Linked DNA regions of Mus musculus: all the other regions are linked to region 2. A link is a contact called in public capture Hi-C data. All regions are on one chromosome and are shown on one strand. Each heading gives the region's core, a stretch centred on a gene start, on an enhancer-like site or on the middle of the called end of the contact. The rest is flanking DNA. Distances are from core to core; before and after follow the strand shown.

What was found. Capture Hi-C pulls out chosen DNA fragments and counts their contacts.
Region 1: a capture Hi-C map of macrophages shows a contact between it and region 2, with 8 times the contacts expected there. The contact joins the promoter of Kcne1 here to the promoter of 1700029J03Rik in region 2. A contact is called at or near these places in 7 of 39 promoter capture datasets (the 3T3-L1 cell line, the C10 cell line, the SN4741 cell line and 4 more), 2 of 484 Hi-C or Micro-C datasets (bone marrow-derived macrophages and palatal mesenchyme), 3 of 115 datasets of contacts at active chromatin or transcription factors (embryonic stem cells, extraembryonic endoderm stem cells and large pre-B cells) and 4 of 9 other capture datasets (adipose tissue, embryonic stem cells, embryonic trunk and 1 more).
Region 3: a contact with region 2 is called in a capture Hi-C map of embryonic stem cells, with 4 times the contacts expected there. The contact joins the promoter of 1700048M11Rik here to the promoter of 1700029J03Rik in region 2. A contact is called at or near these places in 12 of 39 promoter capture datasets (the 3T3-L1 cell line, 3T3-L1-derived adipocytes, the SN4741 cell line and 6 more), 1 of 15 datasets of contacts at CTCF or cohesin (large pre-B cells), 3 of 484 Hi-C or Micro-C datasets (bone marrow-derived macrophages and cortical neurons), 3 of 115 datasets of contacts at active chromatin or transcription factors (embryonic forebrain, forebrain and large pre-B cells) and 3 of 9 other capture datasets (adipose tissue, embryonic stem cells and liver).

What each region holds. Positions count from the first base shown.
Region 1 is chr16:92,357,102-92,361,271 of GRCm38.p6, forward strand. Kcne1 (potassium voltage-gated channel, Isk-related subfamily, member 1) reads right to left here and starts at 1,773. Exons shown (of 2, transcript NM_001362456.1): 1 at 1,734-1,773. Gm30163 (a long non-coding RNA gene) reads left to right here. Exons shown (of 3, transcript XR_876259.2): 2 at 3,900-3,989.
Region 2 is chr16:93,457,123-93,461,579 of GRCm38.p6, forward strand. It overlaps 1700029J03Rik (RIKEN cDNA 1700029J03 gene), which reads right to left and starts at 1,750. Exons shown (of 3, transcript NR_040494.1): 1 at 1,571-1,750.
Region 3 is chr16:92,311,058-92,315,324 of GRCm38.p6, forward strand. It overlaps 1700048M11Rik (RIKEN cDNA 1700048M11 gene), which reads right to left and starts at 1,409. Exons shown (of 2, transcript NR_045300.1): 1 at 1,291-1,409. It overlaps Smim11 (small integral membrane protein 11), which reads left to right. Exons shown (of 4, transcript NM_138743.2): 4 at 1,805-1,984.

The DNA.
Region 1 (4,170 bases), core at 523-3,022, 1.1 Mb before region 2:
ATGGTGAGCTTACCCCGACTGCATAGTGCACACACCACAGGGTTGTATGCGACATCAAATAACCCTGAAATGGCCTTTGTCCCTGCTCTCTTCAAGAGCACGTGCAGGGCATATCTATGCTACAGGCCCTTCAAAGGCTAGACAGCGTGATAAAGTGTAAGAGCACTGGCTGGCAGCCCCTCATGGTGCCAGTCTCTCCCTCCCAGAGTAGGAGAAGGGTTTGCTATGTAAAGGGAGGGAACCCCTAGTGTTCAAGCCGGAACCACTGCATTTAGGGAGTAGCCTGCGCGATTATTCCTGTTAAAATTTATAGGTTTTTATTTTTATGATTTTTTTCATGATACAATCTCTTCATCTACATGGCTCACTACCTTATCTCTAAAAAGATTTAAGTGATTATTGGTGCAGTGTACTTTTGCCCGGCACCTTGACTTTCCGTAATGCTCACCCTGCAATCCTTTCCCATAGCATTGTATGTTTGTATGTAGTGTAGTTTTCTCCATTACTGTGCTTGCTGTTGGATGTTCATCTTCCCACCGAAAGGCGAGCTGCCTAAGCGGGATTTCTGCACGAGCTATTTTTCATTCTGCCCACAACAGCTGGAACAGAATCTGCATCTGGTGGGAATGCAGTAATCATTCATCAGAAGCAGGCGTGCATGCATGAATGCACGGATGCCTCCATGCATGAATGCACGGATGCCTCTGAGTTCCATCCAGCTCCCAGAATGAGTGACCACACAGGCAGCCGCTCACCCCCAGAGACACTGGTGGCATGGGCGAATCTCTCCGAGGTCCTTCAAGAGCTTATGCTTTTAAAATGACCCCTAACCCACCATCAAAGGCAGGATCTGTAGGGTGGTGCCAGGACTGTTGCCTTGCGGTGCCTTCCTCATTGACTGGAAAAACCAAACAGGGGAGGAAGGCAGAAGTGTTGGGCCTCAGTCAAGTTCACATTGTATCCAAGAATCAGAGCAGCATGGTGAACCTAGCAAAGGCCCCATCGGGGACCACAAATGGCAGCTACAATTGGTTACAGTCTTACTCTGTGGAGGTAGACATTACTTCCTGTGCTGAAGTGAGCTATCAGTCCACACAGAGACAGCCCAGGGAGCGGGATGCATTAGACGACCCAAAGGGCCCTCCCTCCCCTAATTGCTCTTTACCTCAGTGGCGCTGCAGTAGGGATTGGAGATTAGGCACACACCATAGCTGTCACCTGGTTTCTTCTAGAAGCTTCCCATTCCCGCATTACTGCAACCATTATCAGATATCAACCATGTTTTCTACATCCCGTGCCTTTCCCACAGCAAATAAATAAATAAATAACAAAAAAATTTAAAAATCCAAAACTCAAAGAACCTTCCTGATCAAAATAATTAAATAAATAATTAAACGATAAAAATAAAATCAGGTTCTTTGTGGCTGGTGTGCTTCAAGTAATGCTGAGTTGGGGGTGGGGGATCTCTTTAAGGCTGAGGACTGGGGTTGGCGGTTTTAATTTTCATTTGATGCTTTTAGATATTTTCCAAATTTTCTCTGAGAATGCCACTGAGTTACTAATAAAAGCAGAATGTTTTCCTGTAACTTTCCTGTAAGTGAAGACAGGCAGAGAGGGGACTGGCTACAAGTTAAATCCCTGCGCCCCCCCACCCCCCATGCTGTGTGCCTGCCTGTAGGCCAAGACTGGTCCTAGCAGGGTACCTGTTGCAGAGGCAGGAGCCCCTGACTTACCTGGGTCTAGAAGCCAAGGGAACCTGGTGTGTGCAGCGGGAGCCTTGATGTGTGTGCCTGTGAGCCGGGGTCTAGGACCGACAAGCCCAGAGGCACTCAAGCGATGTTGCTTTGGGTGGGCGGAGCCTCACAGAGCCCTGGGGCTTCCAGCCAGGTTGGCTCGCTATCTGCCAGCCTAGGTCTCTGAAGTTACCCAGCCCACCCTGCACCCTGCACCCTGCACGCTGCACTCAGCCCCAAGGGCCGGAAACACTTTGACTCCAGCAGGTGGGCTTAGGGCTGGCAGGCAGTCTGTGGGAGAATAAGGAAGACAGACCAGGGCAGCACCGGACAAACACCCTATTAAATAGCTCCAAACACGTGCACCTCAGAGATGGCTCAGAACCTCTCCAGATCCCTTTATCTTAACACCCTGCTGGACCCCTGTGGCTCCTCGGCTATTCTACAAGGCTACCTTGAGCATCTACTTACTGGGTGCCTGGTCCTGGATGGACGGTGCAGAGGTAGCTAAATGGTCGAGGCTCTGCTGTGGGCAGTCAGTTGCTGGAGGAACTTCAGCCCTGGCGCCACCTCTGAAGTTCCCAGGCAAGTATGAACCGGCCTTTCTCTCCCAGCAGGAGCAAGCTCTGAAGTTGCTCAGGTGACTTCCTGGTCAGTTTCATAGCGTTGCCCACCCGCCTGACAGGTGTGAGTCAACAGGGGCAGCTCCGGTGGAAGGGCTTGGCTAGGCTGGCAGATGAGATACAGAGGCAGGCTTCTGACCTACAGCGAAAGGACACAGCCAAGGGTAACTGCTCCCCCCCCCCCGCCGCCACCCCCCCCCCCGTGGTCTTCCTCATCTGATCACTTCTAAGGACCACAGCCCCTATGGGCTCCTGGGGACAACTGGCTACAACTGAAGGCCCTCCCACGGGCTTACCTGCAACATTCCAAGATAATACTCCTGTTGACAAAGGCAGATGGGGAGCTGTGGCCATGTGGGTGGCAGAATCCAGGTACTGAGCCACAGTGGAGAGCACTAGACTGCCTCCAGCGTGTAATGTTATTCTGAGAAATCTATTCCAAAGAGAGGCACTGGGTTTAGAGAAGTCTTAAGGATATAAAGGTTCTTCATAGTTTTATTTATAATAATTAAAATCTTGATGCCTAAAGCCAAATAAATAAATAAATACAATTAATAATTAAACTAGGGCTTGTATGATACAAAGTTATTTCTCAATGAAATATCCAATGAAGCCACTAGCAAAATGTCGCCTAGTGGGTTGGTTATAATGTGGATTTCATCTGTCTCTTTGTTGAGACAGTCTCACTATGTTACTCTGACTGTTCTGGAACACTCTGTGTAGACCAGGCTGGCCTCAAGTTCACAGATACCTGTGTCTCCCTCTGAAGTGCTAAGATTTAAGTCATGCGGTATCACACCTGGCTCCACATCTTGTATCTTACAGTGCTACATGAGAAAGGCAGGCCTAGTAGCCGGGCAGTGGTGGCACACACCTTTAATCCCAGCATTTGGGAGGCAGAGGCAGGCGGATTTCTGGGTTCGAGGCCAGCCTGGTCTACAAAGTTCAGGGCAGCCAGGGCTATACAGAGAAACCCTGTCTCGAAAAACGAGAGAGAGAGAGAGAGAGAGAGAGAGAGAGAGAGAGAGAGAGAGAGAGAGAGAGGCAGGCAGGCCTAGATTTACAAAGAGCGAGACATTGTTTCAAAGGGAAGCAAGGAAACAACACCCGAGATCAGCATTGGCTGCTGGGGGTCACCCAAGATGGATTTCGTGGTTCAGCTCTATACCTTCCACAACCGTTCCTACTCCAGAGAAAATAAAATCCATCAACTCGGCCTGAACATCCCTAGTTCTTTCTCCTCTGTGCTGTGCTATGTGGGTGTGGTGTCCTTCTGTCCATCTTTCCAAAGCCAGAGTCCAGCAGATGGGGAAAGGGGATGAGGGATGGAAACAGTGTGTTTATCCTGCCAAGCACTTACGTGTGGTCCTTCCACACACACACACAATCCAGACTGGACCAGCTGCCTGGATCAGTCTATCAGGGCATGGGATAACGCCTCCCTCCTGTCCCTGGGCATTGTGAATGGGAGCCGTTCCAGAAAGGTAGTGTTGCTCTCGGCAGTGTTCTCAGCTCTCTTCCTGGTTCTCTCTGCTCCCCACAGAATGAGTTGTTTATTATTGCACGGCTGCTCTTGGCATCCCATCTGTCATTGTGAGGAGTCCTCCACCCTTGGTGAACCGGGACCTGTGAGGTACGCTCTACCCCTGGTGAGCTGGGACAGCCTCCCCCATCTTTTTCTCTTTTCCCTTCACCCTTTCATTCTTACCCCTTCTTCTCTTTGGTACAATGGTTATGACCCCATACCCTTCAAATGACCTTGTACCAGAGCCCCTTCCTCCTCCTCCTTTCTCCCTGATCCTTTACTAAAGTCA
Region 2 (4,457 bases), core at 500-2,999:
AGAATTCTTTATTTTAGGTGCTTTGGGAAAACTGCAGAGTCCTTGAGTTTAGGGCCAAAGACGCCCAAAATGTTGCAATCCTAAACCTTTGGCCGTGACAAAAACATGTTTGCAAGTGGAAACTTTTCGGTGTGGGGCTTCTCCTGCTGTTTTGTTTGGGTGTGTGTTTGCTTGCTTGCTTGGTGCCAAAGGATTTCCTCCAAGGCTTCCCAGAAGCAGGGAGCTGGGGTCAGCACTCCTTGGTGTGTTGGCCTCCGGCCACTTGTGCCCCTCCTCAGACAAACTGAACAGTTTGAGAAGGGGGAAAAAAAGTCAGCTTGGGGAGCTATTGTCTCCCTGCCTCCAAAGTAGTTGGGAATTTTTGTTTGTTTTACTGCTGTTGTTTTGCTTTTGTTTTTTAAGATTTCCTTGTTTTATGTATGTGAGAACATTGTTGCTGTCTTCAGACACACCACAAGAGGGCATCAGATCCCATTACAGATGGATGTGAGCCACCATGTGGTTGCTGGGAATTGAACTCAGGACCTCTGGAAGAGCAGTCAGTGCTCTTAACCACTGAGCCATCTCTCCAGCCCCTTCAAGTGTGTGTGTGTGTGTGTGTGTGTGTGTGTGTGTGTGTGTGTGTGCCACATGCAAGGCTTTTTTGGGTTTTTGGGTTTTTGGTTTTTTTGCTGTTGTTGTTGTCGTTTGTTGTTGTTTGTTTTTTGTTTTGTTTTGTTTTTTGATTTTTTTGTTTTTTTACCCTTGGTTCTGGCAATCTAGATTCAGGTCCTCATTGTTGCATCCAGCACCCTCCCAACCCTGCCTTTAGGGGAGAATTGGATGTCCACAGTTGACTCTCCATTAGCCAGCCCTTCCCTTTCCACCTCTCGGCTATACCAGTGACAGTTTCATATATTTACAATGGCTCTTGGCCTATCAAAACCAGGCATTGAGGGAGGCCCAGCCCCTCAAATAGATCCTCATGGGAGGCAGGGACAATGGCTGTGCCCTCAGCCTCTGGTTCACTCTGAGTGTGCTGGAAGCCGCTCGCTCATTCTGCTCTTTGCCTCTCAATTGGTCGCTCTGAGAGAATAAGGAGTCCAAGCAGCACACCCAACACAGGACAAAGACAAACCGAAGCAGGAGACCGGGGGCTGGACCTGATGGAGTACTGAGGCCAACACAGGGCTCAGGGCGGCACTCAGCCTAGACGGGCAGCTGAGAGAGAAGAGAACGGCACCCAAGTAAGTCCTGAGAGTCCAGGGGAACCGAGTTCAAGGGCCACCGTGGTTACCTGGGTAGCAGCGGGCTGTGCACCAGCATCACACGGCACTCCACCGTCATCCATCTTCTCTAGAGCGACGCCCAAACTCCCTCAAACTCCCTCTGAGTTCAGTGAGGACCTCAGCGCCTCGTGAGCCAAACATGATGAGCCCATCTTGAGAGTCAGAAAGGGCGTTCCGTCCCCGTGCCCCCCCCCCCCACCTCTGTTCCTTGTGATCCGTACTACCTCTGAGTCAGGACTGTCCTGTGTCTTCGACCACACGGGGACGGGGACTGTGCTTTCTGCCTACAACACTCTACTTACATCGGCCTAACTTCTGCTCGTTTTCAGACCATTTCAGACAGCCTGTGGGTCACCAGGTCTCCTCCTCCAGGAAGCCCCATGCTTTCGCCAGCAGCAGTGATTCCCACTGGCCAAAATAACAATACATTAAAGAGACCTCAAAGGTAAGCAATGGTGTTGACATCAGAAACTGGTCGCCTCGGAATCCAGCGATGAGGTCACCCCTAGGCAACAGGGACGCTCATGCGTCTGTTGCCATGGCAACCGCCACACATCATTCCCCCCCCCCCCCCCCAATGTGCGCCTCACCTGCGCACTTCACCTGCGCACCTGATATTCATGGTTACATCCCGGCCTGAATAAAAGGCAGGGCCCCAGACCCCTCTCCCCTTCTTTGTTCCCCTCATTCCTCCTCCTCACCCCCTCTTTCCCCAGTAAATCTCTTCTCATAGAGCTGTGCTGCTGTGGTGTGATCTGTCCAGATACAAGCCACCTTCTAACACAACAGTTGGGCAGTGGTACCACGCGGCCAGCAGGCCAGCAAGAACCCTGTCCCTTGGGAGAGCTTCAGCTGCTGGGTGGTAGCGAGATGTCTGTCACTGTTGTGGGTGGTAGCGAAATGTCTGTCACTGTGGCAGACGCTACATTTCTAGAAACGTGAGTTTTCCTCTCTGCCTCTCCAGCCTGAAGGGAGGAGCATCCAGATCTCTGCCTCCGCCAGAAATCCTCTTACAGGATGTGAGTGTTGGGGGAGGGGAGGCATTCGGTAATTTCCCTCTCTACCTTGCTGCCCTGAGACAGCATCTCTCTGAATCAGAATCTGCTGCTTTGAGCAGGCTGGTTTGTTCCACACTCTCTGCATTGGCCCGTCTCTGCCCCCAGTGCTGGGCCTGAAAACACTGGAGTTTTTGTACAAATATCAGGGATCAGGAGTCAAGTTCTCATGCTGGCCTCTCACCCAGTGAGCCGCTCCTCGGGCCCTCCCCTTACACTCTATGAGCTGGAATTAGTTTGCATATCCGTCATTCTGCCAAGGGGGTACATATGGCACAAGTGACATTATCACTCGACCACCCCTGGGGACTCCACATGGGCTCAGCTTCCTCTGAGGTGCTTGGCTGAAGAGCTGAAGAGCAGGAGTGGCTCTCTGATTAAAGATGTTATCTAGAAAAAAAGTTAGAAGCGGCAGGCAGTTGGTGGGATTCATCTTGTTCTATGGTCCTTGAAGAGACTTAGCATCCTTGTTGAAGACGTTGCCTGACCTGGAGATAAAAACCTGGCCTTCTACCCACCACTGCACACAAGCTCTCTGCTCTCCACCGTCTCTGCATACTGAAGCTCCATCACCCTGAGGAGACTTTCTGAACCCTCCAGCCACACACACACTGTCCCCAGTACTGTGACCTATACTCCGATGTTATCACATAGCAGTCTTTCTTAACATTTTCGGACTGTAAAAGCCCCAGAATGACAAGTCAGATGTGCCTTGCTTACCCTGAGGTCTGGCCAGCATCTGTCTCTGTGCTCGGTACATATGAGATGCTCTACAAACAGCCGTGAGTGAACAGAAGCCCTAAGTCAGCATCCAGGATGGAACATCTGCCCCTGAGGGCCACTGTGCCTCTGCTGTGTGTGCCTGGGCAAGTTGCTGAGCCTCTTGCAAACAAAATTAAAACTCCTGGAGGTCTCCAAGACCCTTATCAGGGCTTCTGATGAACAAATTGCTACAATGTAATAAAAATCTACCCTTCCGCTGTGTGAAGTTCAGAAGCCAAGAAAGAGTCTGCTCTTCTGGAATCCCAGAAGAAGGATTCACCCCTTGCCTCTACCGTAGACCCTGCTGGCCACTGGCAACCTGTGGAACTCGTGCATTGGCAGCAGCATTCCATTCTCTGCCTGCATCTTTACATCAATGTCTCCATTGTGCATCCACCTCAAATCCCCTGTCTTTTCCCTTATGAGGACACCAGCCAGCGGAGTTAAGTCTCCTGCTAAACCCACCATGACCTCACCCTGAGATCCCTCTCCGGAGGCTGGCCGCCTGTGAGACCCTATTTCCAGATTAAAGTCACAGTCTCAGTGTGTCAGTCAACTTCCCATGGCTCTGATAAAATACCCAGATAAAAGGCTCCAGACGGAAGATGTCTTTGGACACAAGGTTTCAGAGAATTCAGTCTATACTCACTCGGCTATGAGGTGAGGCAGAACAGCAAGGTCAGGGGCACAGGGTAGAGCTGAGGAATTTACCTCACAGCTGCCAGGAGGCAAAGAGAATGGGGGAAGGAGGCTGAGGACAAACCACACCCTTCACGGGTTCCTGAAGTACCTTCTCAGGCAAGGTCCCATCTCCTCAACTTTCCACGGCTTTCAATTGTCCACCCCCACAGATGACGTCTGAGACCTCACTATCCAATCATCTCCCGAAGGCCTCATCTAGAACGCTAAGCGTCAGGGAGCGAACATTAGGACACTTCTTACCCAGCCACAGTCCTGGGGTACAGAGGATGGCAGACTTTGCCATGTTTAGGAGTACAGGAATAATTCTAGGTCCACTACCAACTGCGAGATCCTGATAGCTATTAAACCTGGCTGTCGATCACAGACACCACTCATGGGCTGGAATGTTTCCTCCCTCGTTCATTCTTTAATTGACCCTCGGCTCTGCATTGTGAAGTATCCAACTTCCCTGAATCTGAAGGCTGGAAGGTTTTTCAGTATGCCTTGCTCTTCACCCCTTAAAACATCCGCAGTGACTCATTCTCAAACCCAGGCCCGCACTGATCATCAATCCTGGGGCTGACTTGCGAGAGCGTACAAGTCCCCGGAAGTTCTGCCTCAGAGGCAAGTACAGCTTCCGGCCAGCACTTTATTCCCCCGGTGCTTCGGAGTCCTCTCAAAGGGGCACTTG
Region 3 (4,267 bases), core at 159-2,658, 1.1 Mb before region 2:
GAGGCGCTGCAAGAGGGCACATGGGCACTGCAGCCAGGGTGCAAAGCCAGAGCCTCAGCCCCGCTCTGACCATTTAGAGTATCAGTCCTCTGCGCCGAGCCTGTTGTGCTTCTTAGTGGGAGGGGTTGGCTTAGGACCCTGACTCCAGCTACAGGCCAGAAAAGCCCATGTACTAAGACATGCACGTTTGGTGGAGGAGGAGATGGAGACAGGTCAAATTAAGGAGCCCTGCTATCTTCAGGATGATGTCTGGCTCCCTGTTGGCAAATGATCCCTTCCAATCTGTTCATCATCTGGCCAAACCTCACCTGCCCACATCTCCAGTCCTCTCCCCGGACTCCCTCACCTGCCCACGTCTCCAGTCCTCTCCCCGTGCTCCCTCACCTGCCCACATCTCCAGTCCTCTCACCGTGCTCCCTCACCTGCCCATGTCTCCAGTCCTCTCCCTGGGCTCCCTTGGCATTTCTGCATCACGGAGACCTTTATGCCCCTGTGTTCCTAGCCAGCCCTTTCTGGCAGCTCCTGCCCAAGCTTGGGGCTTGTGTATTACTGCATCTGGTGCCTCTCTGTGTGCATGGGGTGGGGTGGAGGACTCAAGGGCCCTGGGAGCTTTTCTTAAGGCCTTGCCACAGATACGCCTGATTATTTACTTGTGTGTGCGAATTTCAAAGTATCAAGCTGAACTCCGAGCCTTTCTTAGTATCAGGATTCAAATATGGTGAGCAAGGATTTCAGATTCTAGATTCTGGTTCCAGAACCCAGCTGAACATCAGAATTTCTATACTCGGCTGTGTGGATTCCTGGGTTGCTTGTTAAGAGCACAGCTTCCCAGGCCCCAGCCTCAGGAAAGGGCACTGGGTCCACCGTTCAGTCTGGGCAGCCGGTGCTTTGAAAATCCCACAGGTGATTTTTATATAGTCTGCTCAGCTCCAGGTCACCGTGGGAACCGCCTCTGGCGTCACGGCACTGCCCACCTGATGCCATGCTTCTGAAAGCCGGAGCTCCCTCGGGCTGTCGAGTAAAGTAGGCTCCTTGGTGACAGCGAGACTGGGGCAAGCGTTTCACCGTGCATGTCATGCCTCAGCCCTCCTGACAACTCCCCAAGGTGATGTCAGGCTGAAAGAACAGTAGAGAACAGATCTGGGAACCGAACCACCTTACTCACTCCCCAATTGTGCCACCTCCAAAACGTGCAATACGGAGACCATAGGAGCACTGTTGTATGCCACTCATCCATGCTTGCTGCCACTCGCTGGCCCTCAGACTAACTTACCAGGCAGAGTAACTTACCACCGTGGAGTCTTGCCTTTCAAAATTTGTCTTATTGATGGGAAACCAAAAACCACCAGGAAGTGCTTAGCCTCAGTTGGAGGAAGTGCTTAGCCTCAGTTGGAGGAGGGGTGATTAGCAGTTTCAGGTGATTAGCAGGGCAGACAGCTGAGCTGAAGGGTCCGCTAGGTTTATGATGCAGGCAGAGGATGCCTGTCAGCTGAGAGGAGGGTGGGAAGATCATGTGTGAGCTCATCGGTGCCTGTTATGTCCACGCTTTCATTGAGCCAGGGCCACAAGCGTGAGTGTGCACACAGCCACGTAGAACTGACCCGGGAGCTAGCCTGTCTGTCAGGCTAGCAGCTTGTCCAGAGCCTGCACTAAAGGAGGAAACCCAGATGCACCGGTTAGTAGGTCAGGCCCAGTAGCCTCCCCTGGCGTCTCAGAGCACAAGCACAGTTGGTGTGGAGCATGCAAAGCCCGAGCCTTTCTATCCAGCGCTAGCCTTACTGCTGTGGTCTCCCTTCCTTTCTAGATTTTCCTACTTAAATGTCAGCTTGGGTGGACTCCAGCAGAGAAGAGAGAACAAAGACGTCACAGAAGAGGACCGCACTCTGGCCTAGACCTTTAACTTAAATGATTGACAGAGTGGATTTTTATATGTTTTTAGAAGAACCAGTATTTTGTTTACTGAAATAAAGTACATTATTCTTAACTGCTGTCTGCATTCTCTCTCCCTCTCTCCATCCCGCCTTCCCTCCCTCTCCCCCTTCCTATCTACCTCCCCTCCCCTCCATCCCCACCCCATCCCCAACACAGAACACGCTATGAGAACACTTTTTCAAGCCTTCCTTTCTCTGCCACATTCTGGTTGTGGAGTTATGATAAAATTCAGGGTGCATGTGCATGCCCACATCAACGGTAACACTGCTGTAGGGGACAGTCCTCAGCAAAGGGGGCATCAGTAGAAGCCTCGGCCAGCGTGTCCCCACTTGCCAGCATGCTTCTTCATGCGTAGCTTGTTTCCATGTTGACTGTGTAACATCAGGGAAGCTGTGTCCTTGTCTATGACAGAACCAAGAAGGCTGGACCCTGTGCCAGCCTAGGAGGGTTCCTGAAGGGAGGGTGAGAGCCATGGAATATCACAGTAGCTCAGTCTAGAAAGAACTCATAGCTATCAGTCTTGTAGAGGCATGGTGGCTCACATCTGTAATCCTAGGAGGCTGAGATTGGAGGACTGCCGATAGTCATAGGCTAGCCTGGGCTACTAGCTACTTCTGGACCAGCCTGATGCTTTCCCATCTGAGAGGAAACAATGGTGAGCTTCCTAGCTCAGTACCTAAGAGACCAAGGTGCTTAGAGGCTTAACTTTCTCACCTTAAGAGGCAGGAACCAGCCCTGGCGTGCTGGGAAGTGCTGGGGCCCACTGCAGATGGCCACACAGAAAGTTTTCGGGAGTGTGTAGCTTGTCTGCCACCCTTGCCCACTGGGTAGAACATGAACTTTAAAGAAATTGCTTATATTAAAATTTTAACTATGATTGCTGGATGGTCCCAACCATTGTGTGGGAACCAGGGGAGGGTTCACATAGCATCAGGGATTCAAGTACAGAATGGTCCTCAGCTCACAGAGGGCAGATGTCAAACAGGTGAAAGGCTGTGTTCCCTGGAACTCCCTATCCCGCAAGGAGGGTGCTCCAGCCTTTGCCCGGGAGCCACTTCCTCTCCGACGACCCCACTCTGGCCTGGGGCTGGCCTGGAGCAGAGATGAGAAGAGGCCAAGGCTTTGGGTCCTCTGGCTCTGCTTAGATGGTGCTCACACCTGACCCTGGACTATAAGCAAGTCTCAAGTCTCAGTTAAGCCCTCCGTGCCGCCTCCTGCCAGTGGCCCCACCCCTTCTCAAACCTTTGTCTGCTACTCACTTTGCAGAGTTAGGACACAGCCAGCTCTGAGCATGCCGAACCTCAGACTCAAGGCCGGGGACCCCACCTCCCACCATGCCCATCACTATACAGATGACCCAAGGGCTGGGCTCAACCCAGTGCTTTCCTGAGAACAGGATGCTTCTTTTACTGTGCAAGTGCACTCTTCTGCCACTAGAGGGAGATGGCCGATCACCCACTGGTGCCGTCAGTAAATGAACCCTGGGGGTGGGGAGCTGTATTTTAAATAGTTGTGGAAGCAGTGGCTAGAAGTTAGTAGGCAGACAGGATGGTGCAGCCCACAGCCAGAGTCCGCAGCTGGGCGCAGTGAGGAAATAGCACAGTTACCCCTGGGTGTCCGTAAGATGTCACCATGCTCCCCCATGAGAAGTCCCCAGCATCCCTCAGGCAGCCCCCTGTTAATCTCACACACACCCCTGACCCTGCAAAGCCCAAGATGAAAGGAAGAGAGGGAAAGGGCCAGAGAACACCTGGTCTCCACAGGTCAGACTAGAGGCCAGCATTAAACGGCTGTCATAGCTTCTGAGTTTATTGTTGGGGAGTTTCCCTTAGTGATCTGTGATGAAAAGACCTTTGTGCCCCCAACAAAGCTAGGGCCCTGGGCCCTGGTGCCTGAGGTCCACCACGTGCACTTCTTTCTTTTTCTTTCTTCTTCATTTATTATATGTGAGTACACTGTAGCTGTCTTCAGACACCCCAGCAGAGGGCATCAGATCCATTTACAGATGGTTGTGAGCCACCATGTGGTTGCTGGGATTTGAACTCAGGACCTCTGGAAGAGCAGCCGGTGCTCTTAACCGCTGACCCATCTCTCCAGCCCCCATCACATGCACTTCTAACTTTAGTGCCTGACAGTCTGATGACATCTCTGTGGACTCCTGGCCCAACCTAATGCCACCTGGTGTGAGGAGCCAAGAAGAGATGGGCACAGGGCTCCCTGGTAGAAAGTCTTGGATTCTGGGGTAGTGACAGCTCTGGAATTTTGGTTTCTTTTTAAAAGTTATATTATAACATGCTTTCATGTTAATCCCGGGTGTGGGGATGTAGGGCTCCCT